Regions from separate parts of the Mus musculus genome. Here all the other regions are linked to region 1. A link is a contact called in public HiChIP or PLAC-seq data. All regions are on one chromosome and are shown on one strand. Each heading gives the region's core, a stretch centred on a gene start, on an enhancer-like site or on the middle of the called end of the contact. The rest is flanking DNA. Distances are from core to core; before and after follow the strand shown.

What was found. HiChIP or PLAC-seq counts read pairs in DNA pulled down with a chosen protein or histone mark.
Region 2: a BATF HiChIP or PLAC-seq map of CD8 T cells shows a contact between it and region 1, with 5 read pairs. The contact joins two enhancer-like sites. A contact is called at or near these places in 1 of 15 datasets of contacts at CTCF or cohesin (the NIH/3T3 cell line) and 2 of 115 datasets of contacts at active chromatin or transcription factors (CD8 T cells and embryonic basal ganglia).
Region 3: a contact with region 1 is called in a CTCF HiChIP or PLAC-seq map of CD8 T cells, with 5 read pairs. The contact joins two enhancer-like sites. A contact is called at or near these places in 2 of 15 datasets of contacts at CTCF or cohesin (CD8 T cells and the NIH/3T3 cell line) and 3 of 115 datasets of contacts at active chromatin or transcription factors (CD8 T cells, embryonic basal ganglia and embryonic stem cells).

What each region holds. Positions count from the first base shown.
Region 1 is chr10:39,478,031-39,481,790 of GRCm38.p6, forward strand. All of the region lies in intron 3 of Fyn (Fyn proto-oncogene), which reads left to right. Among named protein-coding and RNA genes, the nearest start is that of Fyn, 110 kb to the left of the region's middle. Within about 2 kb of position 1,866, at least 19 of the 459 cell types and tissues checked have an H3K27ac peak or open chromatin away from gene starts, as enhancers often do. A contact at or near this core is called in CD8 T cells, where this site is marked.
Region 2 is chr10:39,278,687-39,282,446 of GRCm38.p6, forward strand. No RefSeq gene overlaps it. Among named protein-coding and RNA genes, the nearest start is that of Gm31562, 36 kb to the left of the region's middle. Within about 2 kb of position 1,850, at least 43 of the 459 cell types and tissues checked have an H3K27ac peak or open chromatin away from gene starts, as enhancers often do. A contact at or near this core is called in CD8 T cells, where this site is marked.
Region 3 is chr10:39,309,529-39,313,288 of GRCm38.p6, forward strand. No RefSeq gene overlaps it. Among named protein-coding and RNA genes, the nearest start is that of Gm31616, 58 kb to the right of the region's middle. Within about 2 kb of position 2,038, at least 22 of the 459 cell types and tissues checked have an H3K27ac peak or open chromatin away from gene starts, as enhancers often do. A contact at or near this core is called in CD8 T cells, where this site is marked.

The DNA of each region.
Region 1 (3,760 bases), core at 616-3,115:
GTCTCAAATTTTAAAACAAGAAGAGGGGCTAGTGAATTAGTAATAGGCTTAGTGGTGGGGTATGCATGTGTGAGGTCCTGGGTCCAGCCCTTCATTTGGCCAGAGGAATATTCCTCTATACAATACCCCATCCTATTTGGTGGCTTGCTTAAAGGTGGCTTCAAGCATTTCTTCTAAGTGAAACACATTTCAGCTTTTCGGCTAGACTTTATTACCACGGTCTCAACTCCTTCAATACGATCACTCTTTTGTGGACAAGTCCTAGATTCTATATAGTCAAGGCTTGTGAGATTACTAAATTATTGATGCACCACATGTATATAGAGGCAGGTTTTCTGTGTATATATATACTTATATATGTTGTTAGATATGTTTTATTACATTATTAAGGCAAGCTCTCGGGGAAATATCCTGTTCTGAGGCTGAAACCAACCAGTTGCATTGTAGGACTTAGGGAATCACTTTGACTTGGGATGGACAAGTGAGTGTAGGGGCTGGGGTTCTTTTTTTATTTATTTATGTTATGGATATGAGTACACTGTAGCTTCAGACACACCAGAAGAGGGCATCAGATCCTGTAACAGATAGTTACGAGCCACCATGTGGTTGCTGGGAATTGAACTCAGGACCTCTGGAAGAGCAGTCAGTGTTCTTAACCTCTGAGCTACCTCTCCAGCCCGAGGCTGGGGTTCTTGTCTGTGTTCTTCTGCACGAACACCAAGGTCCATGGGGGTTCAAGCTGAAGATAAGCAGGATCCTGCTCAAGGTGGGAGAATACACACAGCAGCACGGTTCCTGTTTTAAAATACAATCAAGCGGCATTAAGAAATCATGCTGGCTGGCTGGCTGGCTGGCTGGGTTTCTCACAGTCATTATGGAGGTGATACTGGTCTTGGTTTGCCAGCATGCTGTGTTTGACAGTAGCAACTGTACAGTTTACACACTGAGAGAGAGTCTCAGAGACCAGCTCTGAGTAGAAAGGCATGCCCTGCTGTGCTTACAAGTGGTCTGTGAGCCAAGGGCCACACTACCTCGCCCTTAGGATCCTCTCCTAACCACCAAGAAAGCAAACCTAGACTGGGGTCTGGAACCCTTGAGTGAAGAGTCTCCACTTCGACAAGCAGCAAGTACAGTGTCTTCACACAGCTCAGCGGTTGTATGGGGAGGGGTAGGAGGGCACTGTCACCTCTGGGACAGATCACTCTCTTGATGCCTAAAATTGCATTATCATTGCAGTTTAGAGAGTCAGAGTTCAGACTTGCTGAGAATGGCATGCGGCTCCTAGCTTGGCAAGGTTCTGTTTGCCCTTTCTGTTAGCCTCACTAGCTCAGTGGAGCTACAGGTGGGCACAGTATTGACCAGCAAAACCTGTCTTTGGCAAGTGTGGCTAGCATGTTAAGTAACTTCACCCAACTTGGTCTTCTCAGAAGCACCCACTTTCTCATTGTCTCTGAAACCCCAACTTAAGTGAAGCTGGAGTTACTGTCACAATAAAGCACACTGTTAAGTGACTGCCTCATACAGTTGACTCAAACTGAAATTACTTTCAGCTAATACTCCCAGCATCTTTCTCACACTTGCTGCTACTAAACCACATCCCCCCCATCCTGTGCTTGGTAACTTCTTGTTGTTCAAGCCTTGTTTTCCCGTGTGACATCTCAGGTGTGACCCCTTACTCCAGCCTGTCAAAGTATTTCCATGTCTTAATATTGTCACTTCCAGCATTTCCCGCCTCTCCAAAACTCTCTTCATCTAAATGCTTTCCCAAGATAGTTTTCTGTGTCTTCAACTGAGAGATTAGCAAGGTTGGTGAAAGACTGAGAGCCCCACTTGATGCCCAGGACACCACAGGCTAGGTGTGGGTCTCCTTCAACCTTTGTCAGACTTATCCCTCACTCCTCTCCTCACCCAGGCCACAGCCCACACATCAAGTGTGTTGTGAGAGGCCAGACCTGATGCTGAGCTCCATGAAGATCCACATTTATGATCCCTGTCAAAACAAACCGGGACAGGGTCCCCTGACTGAGGGACAAGGCTCAGTGCTAAGACACTGAAGCAGGATTTCGTACACACCGCTTTACCATACCTTAAGACTTTTTCCGTGAGACTTTTCTTCCTTAAAGAAAATCAACTATTACTAAGATTTAGGGTACAGAAATAGGACGGAAGTTCACATAGAACTATTTTTACACAGTTTTTGAGTTTCCCTTGCAGGTGATAAATTATCAAATATCAACGTGTGTCAACTAGACTGTAAGAAGTCCACTGAGTCTTCCCATTCACGCCTCCTTCTACCAGCTGACAGCCAGGCTCTTTCCGTTCTGCTCCAACCCTCTCTTCTGAAGTCAAGACTGACTTGAATGGCTGAAGCTCTTCCTAGTCATGCCCCTGTTCCAGATGCTGTACAAGCTGGCACATCCTGCAGGGGGCTGCCCGAGTTCAAAAGCCAGTTCTTTCCTTTGGCTTTTCCTGGTTCTCATTTATTCAAAGCAGCAATGACCTTGTTCTTCAAGCCCTATGCCACCTAGTGGACTCCTCCCTGTCCCCCAAGTCTCCTGCACCTGTGGCCAGGACTGTCCCCACCTACTTCTAAGAAGGCTTATATTCTAAAGCAATAACCCAACCAATAACTCAATGCAGCCTTGCCTCATCTCTTCACTGGGAGACATTTCTTCCTTCATTTCTCCTCATACAGCTGCCACGGGACTGTGTTTTATGTATAATCATTTGTATGTTCCCTTTATCCAAAGCAGCTTAGGGGCAGGATGACTGCGCATTCATCTTTTTAGCTTACCAGTAGTTGACAGGCTGTATTGGATGGATGCATAACGAGACAGGTGAGAGGGTGGTTATGAAAGGGTGGGTGGAGAGTCAGGATTGACCCATGACAGGGTAAATAACACGGCAATATTTCCACTAACCAAATTAGTAATAAAATTTGTTACTCAAAGATTTGACTAACAATACTCCCAAGTCTCTCCCACGCTTTTGCTTTGATATTTTTAGAAGACTGTTGTTGTTCACCACATTACAACTGTATCAGTCCTTAGTTTTGCATGCTTTTGCATACATTTGAGAAGACGGTACTGTGGGCTTTCCTATTACACTATTCAAAAATCAGACATAATTTGAAAGCTGTCTTTGTCATTTCTTAAAGACTGGACCATACAATTTAAAATATGTTAAGATGTTGGAAACATTTTTCAACACCAAAAATCAGAATTCACTTTAAGGAGTATTTCACACGTGCTATACCATCTCCACACTTTTGTTTCCCGTTGACGGTTGTTGTTTTAGATTGATTGAACCCAGGTCTCTGAGGTTAAAGTAGAGATTAATCCCCAAGAGGAAACACTCACCCTACCTGAAAGAGAGAGCTCTGCTCTGGGATTCTCAGGCCACTGAAGGATTCACCCTGGAGCACATTTGCCTCATTTAAATCTGAAAGAGAGCTGCATCCTTCCTGTTCCTACACAAAGATGCTGAGAAAATCCACTGAGAAATCAGGCGGATTAAAATGCTTTATAGTAGTGGAACAGTGAGGAGTGAGGGAGATGATGGAGAAGTAAAGGAATAAAACCACGTGGCTCTATCGAAAGCCAACAGCACTGTTCCTCAGAATCTCGGTCTGTTGTCAAATGTGGTTCCATAGATAATGGCAACTGGAAAGAAATGTAAGGCCACTTTGTCCATTTCCAAACAAAACTCTGATCGTGCACAACTGATCCACCGAGGCGAGCTGAAAGTCACCACAAGTGGG
Region 2 (3,760 bases), core at 600-3,099, 200 kb before region 1:
TCTCTGTGATGTGCGTTCTACTTCCTTATCTTTTGAGTATAACTTCCTGTCTTTTCTCACTTGTTTTAGTGTTATTACTCCTTCCAACAACCCTCAGTCCCCGCCTGGGACTTCCAATCCGTAGCTTTTGCTGCTTGCACTCCTGCCCCAATCTCTCTTTACCTTTACTGTTGACCCAGTTTTTATTCTATAGTTCACAAGCTTAGGCAGGCACACTTTGTCAAGCTTGCTCGATCCAGTACATTGTCTGGCAACTCTAATCGCAATTAAATATCCTACTTTACTGAGAGACTGCTCTTACGTTTTCCCCTTTCCTAAAATCATCAGTCTGTCTTCGGTCCAGTCGTTTATTGTGATTAAATCTTTTGTTTCATGAACAAAAACACTCAATTTATTGAGAATCACTTCATCTTTCCGCTAACCATCCTATTAGCCTATGGGCACGTGTAGCTGTACATTACAATTTTACCAACCTGAAATGGACCAGAAGTACATATTCTTGTGTTTATGTGCTGTATGTATGTGCCTGATCATGTGTATGCACACACACATGCATGTCTGTGTGAAGGTTGGTGCAACGCATCTTCCTCAGTAGATCCCTGTCTTATTAACCAAAATAAAACCATACACAGAATAGCTGGCCAATGATATCCAGGGATCTACCTGTCCCCTCTCCTCCTCCCCTCAAGCACTCTCCAGTGCTCCAGGCTGGAGTTAGAGACATACCACCTAGTCTGCTCTTTTGTGGGCTGGAGATCTGAACTCAGGTCCTCACATTTGCCCAGCAAACACTTTACTGGCTGAGCCAGGTCCCTAGCCCTGATATAAGCATAGTTTTAACCAAGACTAAGCCTTTTCTTGCAAAGGGACCATTTCCATAACTTCTCATCTGCTTAGACCCTGGGCCCCAAAGGTCATCTCATCAGCCATGACAGTGTTACTATTTCTCATCCCCACTTGCTCGCTCCTGAGTTTCTACAAATCTGTATTTTCTTTGACTGGGCCCTCTAGTTAGGACTCCATAACACTCTGTCTAGTTGCTCGCAGAAGTGATGTCTGAATTCCCTTGTCTCTCATCCAGTCTAATGCATTTTCACCAGGATTTCATCCTCAACATACTACAGAGCCAAGCTGGCACTGGACTCCCCAGTGGCTCAGGAGGAAGTCAGAAGTACCAGTCCTGCCTTCATCTGGAAATGACCTGTAGATTGCTTCTGTTGTCTTCTGGAGATTAACAGTCATGAGGACAGGGAACGAAATTCTAAAACAAGCCCTGCGGGCAGACATCTGTGCCCACTGCTTAGGAGCTGTAGGAGATTTGGTTTTAGTAACAGTGGTTGCTGATAAATGTTTATCAACCAAGGGAACAATAGAGAGAAGGGAGCTCGATTCAGTACTTGCCACTTTATATGGTGTAAATAGACTCATCATGGCTGCCTTCAGACCACTTGTATAACATCATGAAACACGGAACTGGGTAGAATGCACACTGAATTGACTGAACTGGTTTTGTTTGTTTGTTTGCTTTGCTTTGTTTTTAATTGACTCTTAAATCAGTACCAGGGTGCCCAGAATTAATACTGGTAAGTTGGGAAACAACTGTGTGTCTGCTGGCAATAAATGTTTATAGAGTACCTGCTATGTACCAGATCATAGAAATGCTGAGGACAAAAAAAGATCCAAAATCCCCAGAGATCACGCCTTCTGCTAGGAAAGTCAGATAATAACGTGTGTAATATAATGAGAAGTGAAATTAAGAAAGAAAAAACAGATGCCATGCGGTGAGGGTGAGCAGAGGATACCCAGAGACCAGAGTTAGGCAGCTCTAGCTATAAATACCCAGAGGCCTGCCCACAGCCACACCACGTGGCACGGGTGAGGGAAGACACCCAGAGGTCTGCCAGCTGTTTGACTGGCCTGCAGCAGGAGCCACTACAACATGCACGTATGTGGTGGAGAGTTGGAAGAGAAAGAGAAGTGGAACAGTTTGAGCATTATGAAGTGAGGTAGAACTGGAAGCTCGAGGGTGGAGAGAAGTAGCCTGATGTGAGCAGCCTGCGCTGCCACCTGAGACCATGGTGAAGTCCCGGCCCACGTTGCTGCTGAGGGACACGTCTAGGTTTGTGGCCATGCAGCAGCAGGGGTCTGTGTCACTGTCCATGGAGCATGTTACCACTATAGATCATGCGAATGTCCCTGGTCTGGGCTGCAGCCTGGGACCATTTTGATATCGAAGGGCTGTGTAGAGTTGGCCCCACCCCCCACTGGCTGCCGCTTTTGGGAGAGCAGGCCCTAGATCTCACCTGGGCAGCACAGTAGGGGTGGCCCTGGTATCATGAGCAAGGGAGAGCTGTCCCTGCCGTCATCTGCCTTGAGATGGCACAAGCACTCTTTGCCACTTGAGACAGTCAGAGAGCTGGCCTGAGGGTCATGAGAGCAGGAGAGCTGGCTCAGCCCCTTGACTGCTCAGGAGAGTGGGCCCCACAGCTCACCTGGGCAGCACAGTAGATCTGGCTCTCGTGGTGTGGGTGTGGGTGGGCTGGCCCTGAGGACATGAAATCGAGAGAGTTGGCCCTGCCCATTGCTGGCTGTGGTACTGGTGATCTAGCCAGGGCAATGCTGGAGAGCTTGATCTGGTGGTGTGGGTGCAGGTGAGTTGGCGATCTGACCAGTTCAGATACCTCTCAGGCTCAGATCCACCAAACCCAGGGCTTTGAGTTGGCTTACACCAGCATCTACCTTTCAGTGAACTGCTTGAGCATGTGAAGGGGCCGGTCCTGCAGATCCAAAGCTTTAGGACCTCCATGACATAGGATAACAACAGGATATCTGAGAAGACTCAGTGAGGACCCAGTATTGATAGTGTGGCAGAAGCCAGAAGCCTCAAACCAGACCAATGACTCCTTGCAAATGGACAGGTTTCTGCAAGTGAAATTATGTGGACAAAAGGGTGGACAGTGTGACACACTGCAGCTTCCACGATGAGATGTTTTTATGCTTTGTTTTGTTTTTATTTTCTTATCGGGGTGGGGGGGAGTTGCAAGAGCAGAGGGTGGATAGGAAGGGATAGGGAGATGAACAGGGTTGGAGAGCATGATGTGAACTCACAAAGAATCAATGAAAAGTTTATTAAAAAGGAAAGATAAAACGAAAATGGAAACAGGCCAGTGGGGTGGCTCAAAGGCTAAAGGTGTTTGCTGCCAAGCCTGATGACCTGAGTTCAATTCCTGGGTCTCATGAGGAGGAGGGAGAAGAACTGGCACCTGGAAATTGTCCTCTAGCTCCACTTGCATGCACAGAAACAAACAAGCAAACAAAAACAAATAAATAAATGTGATTTTAATAATTAAAATATATGCATAATAGGTAAAAGTGGGTAACCCTCCCCGCCCCCCCTTCCAGTGAGAGGATGATCAGGGGAGGACTGACTGAAGGCACCGCATATAGAAAAATCAGCATTAGTGTTGAGTGCAAACTATCTCACGAAGCACTTGCCTGAGGGCAGACACATTCACTATACCAACTCCTCAAGAAAATTTCCTGGATAGCACATTTAATTCAATAAATTTATTACAATGGTGTTTTAGTTACTGTTCTGTTTCTGATGAGACTCCATGACCATGGCGACTCTTAAAATAGGAAAAGCATTTACTTGGGGGCTTGCTTATAGTTTCAGAGACTTAGTCCATTATCATCATGGTGGACACATAGGCAGACATGGTGCTGGAGATGAACTGAGAGCTTTGCATCCTCATCTGCA
Region 3 (3,760 bases), core at 788-3,287, 170 kb before region 1:
CATGTGCTCCGTGATTATCTCCTTCCACCTCTTTGGAATCAGGTTCTTTCCCCTTCACATTCAGGTCTCATTCTAGACACCAGACACCACTCAGGATTTCCCAGCGTTAATGTTGTATTAAGGAAAACAATCGTTGGCCTATCCTACACTCCTATTAAGAACTGGGGGTACCCAAGACATAAAAGACAATTTGTAAAACACATGAAACTGAAGAAGAACGAAGACCAAAGTGTGGACACTTTGCCCCTTCTTAGAATTGGAAACAATCACCCATGGAAGGAGTTACAGAGACAAAGTTTGGAGCTGAGACAAAAGGATGGACCATCTAGAGACTGCCATATCCAGGGATCCATCCCATAATTAGCCTCCAAACGATGACACCATTGCATACACTAGCAAGCATTTGCTGAAAGGACCCTGATATAGCTCTCTCTTGTGAGACTAGGCTGGGGCCTAGCAAACACATAAGTGGATGCTCACAGTCAGCTATTGGATGGATCACAAGGCCCCCAATGGAGGAGCTAGAGAAAGTAATCAAGGAGCTAAAGAGATCTGCAACCCTGTAGGTGCAACAACATTATGAACTAACCAGTACCCCAGAGCTCTTGACTCTAGCTGCATATGTATCAAAAGATGGCCTAGTAAGCCATCACTGGAAAGAGAGACCCACTGGACAGGAAAACTTTATATGCCCCAGTACAGGGGAACGCCAGGGCCAAAAAGTGGGAATGGGTGGGTAGGGGAGTGGGGGTGGGTATAGGGGACTTTTGGGATAGCATTGGAAATATAATTGAGAAAAATACATAATAAAAAAATATTAAAAAAAAAAGAACTGGGGGAGCTTTCCTTCTACCATGTACCCAGAGGTACTTGGTGCTAACCTGCTTGACTTGGCATCCTGGTGAGTGGAAGAGTGTACCTGAAGGACAGAAATGTCCTTGAGTGAACACTCTGAGACTATGACTCTTGTTGTGCACCTCACAGGCCCCCTTTGCTGTAGCAGCCAATAGTCAGAGCTAGGTATACGTGGTTACAGTATCTTCCCTTAAATGGAAATGCTACTTTGATTACCAAACAACTATGAAGCAAAGAAATGAAGGGAGGGTGACTTCCTACAGCTGCTTCAAGGATGCCAATTGTCATTGCTCCTGGAAGACAGACTGAGGATGGGATTCATGTTTAAATCAAGGAGCCCACCTTGTGTGAAGACCAGAAACTTGGCTGTCCCTCAGCGAGTGTGTGTGTGTGTGTGTGTGTGTGTGTGTGTGTATCCTTCAGCCGTGTTGTATGTTCCTGAGCACTACATAAACATCAATTGGAGAGGATGAAAATTTCCTAGTGTGAGAGGAAAGAAGAGTTACTCACTTACTCAACAAAAAGCAATACTACATTGCAGCCCACTTTATCCATGAATTACATCATACCTTCAGAGTTGTAGACTTTGTTTTTGTCGACCTGAATAAATGGAAGAGGTGTGTATCCATGTGTTGGTTTGTTTTTGTTAACTTGACACAAGCTAGAGACATTCTGGGAAGATGGAACCCAATTGAGGAATTGCTTCTAACAGAATGGCCCATGGGCATGTCTATGGGGGGCATTTTATTGATTTTTAATGGATGGAGGAGGGTCTAGCTAGCTGTGGGAGCACAACCCCTGGGCAGGCAGTCCTGGGTGGTATAAGAAAAGCAACTGGATGTGACCCTGGAGACAACTGAGGGAGCAGCTTCTTCCATGGTTCCGGCCTCAGGTACCTGCTTGTTTCCTGACCTGACTTCTCTCAGTGACAGGTTGTGTGACCTGGGAGTTGTAGGATGAGACAAAGTCTCTTTTTTCCCTCAAGTTGGTTTTGGTTATGAAATTCTATCCCAGCAACAGAAAACAAACTAGAACAACAAGCCATCTCTCCATTGCTTTGAAACGATACCCAAATAACTCAAATAAGGAAAGAACTATTTGGGGATGGTGGTTTCAGGCCATTGTCAGGTGACTGCCATTTTAGTGCCTGTGGAGAGGCTAAGTATCATAATGGGGAGACCTAAGACCTAACTTCCTCCCACAAGACTCCACCCCTGAAGGGCCCCATTACCTCTCAAAAGCACCACAGCTGCTCAGGCTTTTAATATATATCCTTTTGTGGACTCTTGAAATGTAAGTCACAACAACAGGTGGCATGATGAAGCACTTACACAGCAGGCACAGGAGCTAGGCTGCTAGTGTCCAAATCCTGACTGTCCGTCATGGGCCAGGTGACCTTGACAAGTTACTTCACATTTATGCAACTTAGTGCTTCATCAATTAAATGAGGTCAGGTGCCTTCTCAAATGACAGAAGTATGAACAGATTGTTTACTAATAGAGGACTAATGAAATGGATAAAGATAGAACCGTACTGTGTTTTCCAATGGTCTTCAGTGACCAAAACAATTATGTCTGTGGGAGAGCAAGGGAAAGCCCCTCCGACATGAACAACCTGTCACTGAGAGAAGTCAGATCAGGAAACAAGCAGGTACCTGAGGCCAGAACCATGGAAGAAGCTGCTCCCTCAGTTGTCTCCAGGGTCACATCCAGTTACTTTTCTTATGGTCTCCAGGCAGATGGCTCGGCTCCCTAAATTAAATGGGAAAGAGAATGGCAGTTGGAGTTTTAACAAACATCCAGATAACTAAGTTTATGCTAAAAAACTGATTAAGTTTTGTAGTTGTCTTTCGCTACTTTGTGGTTCTTCTTTCTCCCATCCTTTCCCAGCCTTTTCTTCCCTTCTTTCAACCCCTCACACTAGTTAAGAGAGAAAAAAGGATAAAGAGAAAGGGGACAACGATATTGTTAGACTACTTTCTGCTGATTAGGGGCAAGTTTGATCCTCACCATCAGGATATATAATTCCTTCTTGTTCTTTCTTCTTTGCAAATGACTGCCTAATAAACTACAACCAACAGCAAACAAGCAACAACCCACCAACATCCAACCAACAACCCACATATTGGGGCATTTATAGACCCTCTGAAAAGTTCCCAGAATTCCAAAGGTCCGCAATTGCAGAAACTATCTGCAGGGCAAAATCTGAACCTGCTAGAACACGAGGCAAATCATAGTAAGCTGCTGGGGACAGTTGAAGCAACCTCATATCCCACACCTGGGATTAAAACAAAACATATTCTTATTTGTGTTTTTTAAAGAAACTAAAATTCTCACTACAAAGTTTAGCTTCCTTTCCTTGTTTGTTTTTTTTTCAGATGTTGAACAGTATTTGGCCTATGATTTTCATTTATTACATCAGCCACACATGTATATTCATGTGTATATAAATAGACACATACAATTGGGCTAAAATCCTCCCAGGGTATAAATTATTTTCCTTGTGTCGTTCACTTAAATGTAGCAAATAAAAGTATCAAATCCAAGTCACTTCTTTAGCTCCAGTGAATGTCCTAAAAAAAGCCCACATGTTCAAGGCTTGGTTTTGAAGGTACTGCTAGTCAAAGGCCCTGTGGGAGGTGTGCCCTTAAAGGGGATGGAAAGACCTCACTCACTCAGTCTCTTCCTATTCCTGTCTTACTTTTGCCACTCAGTGTTGGACTGGAACTTCCAAAATCATTAGTCAGAATAAATATTTTTCCTTTAGAAACTAATTGCCTTAAGTATTTTGTTACAAGACAGAAAGTTGACTGGTACAAACAGATTTGGAATCTAGACCTTTTAAAATGAGATCATAGTTAAATCTAACTTTCGGGTGTGTTTCACCATCTGAGATAACTTCTCAG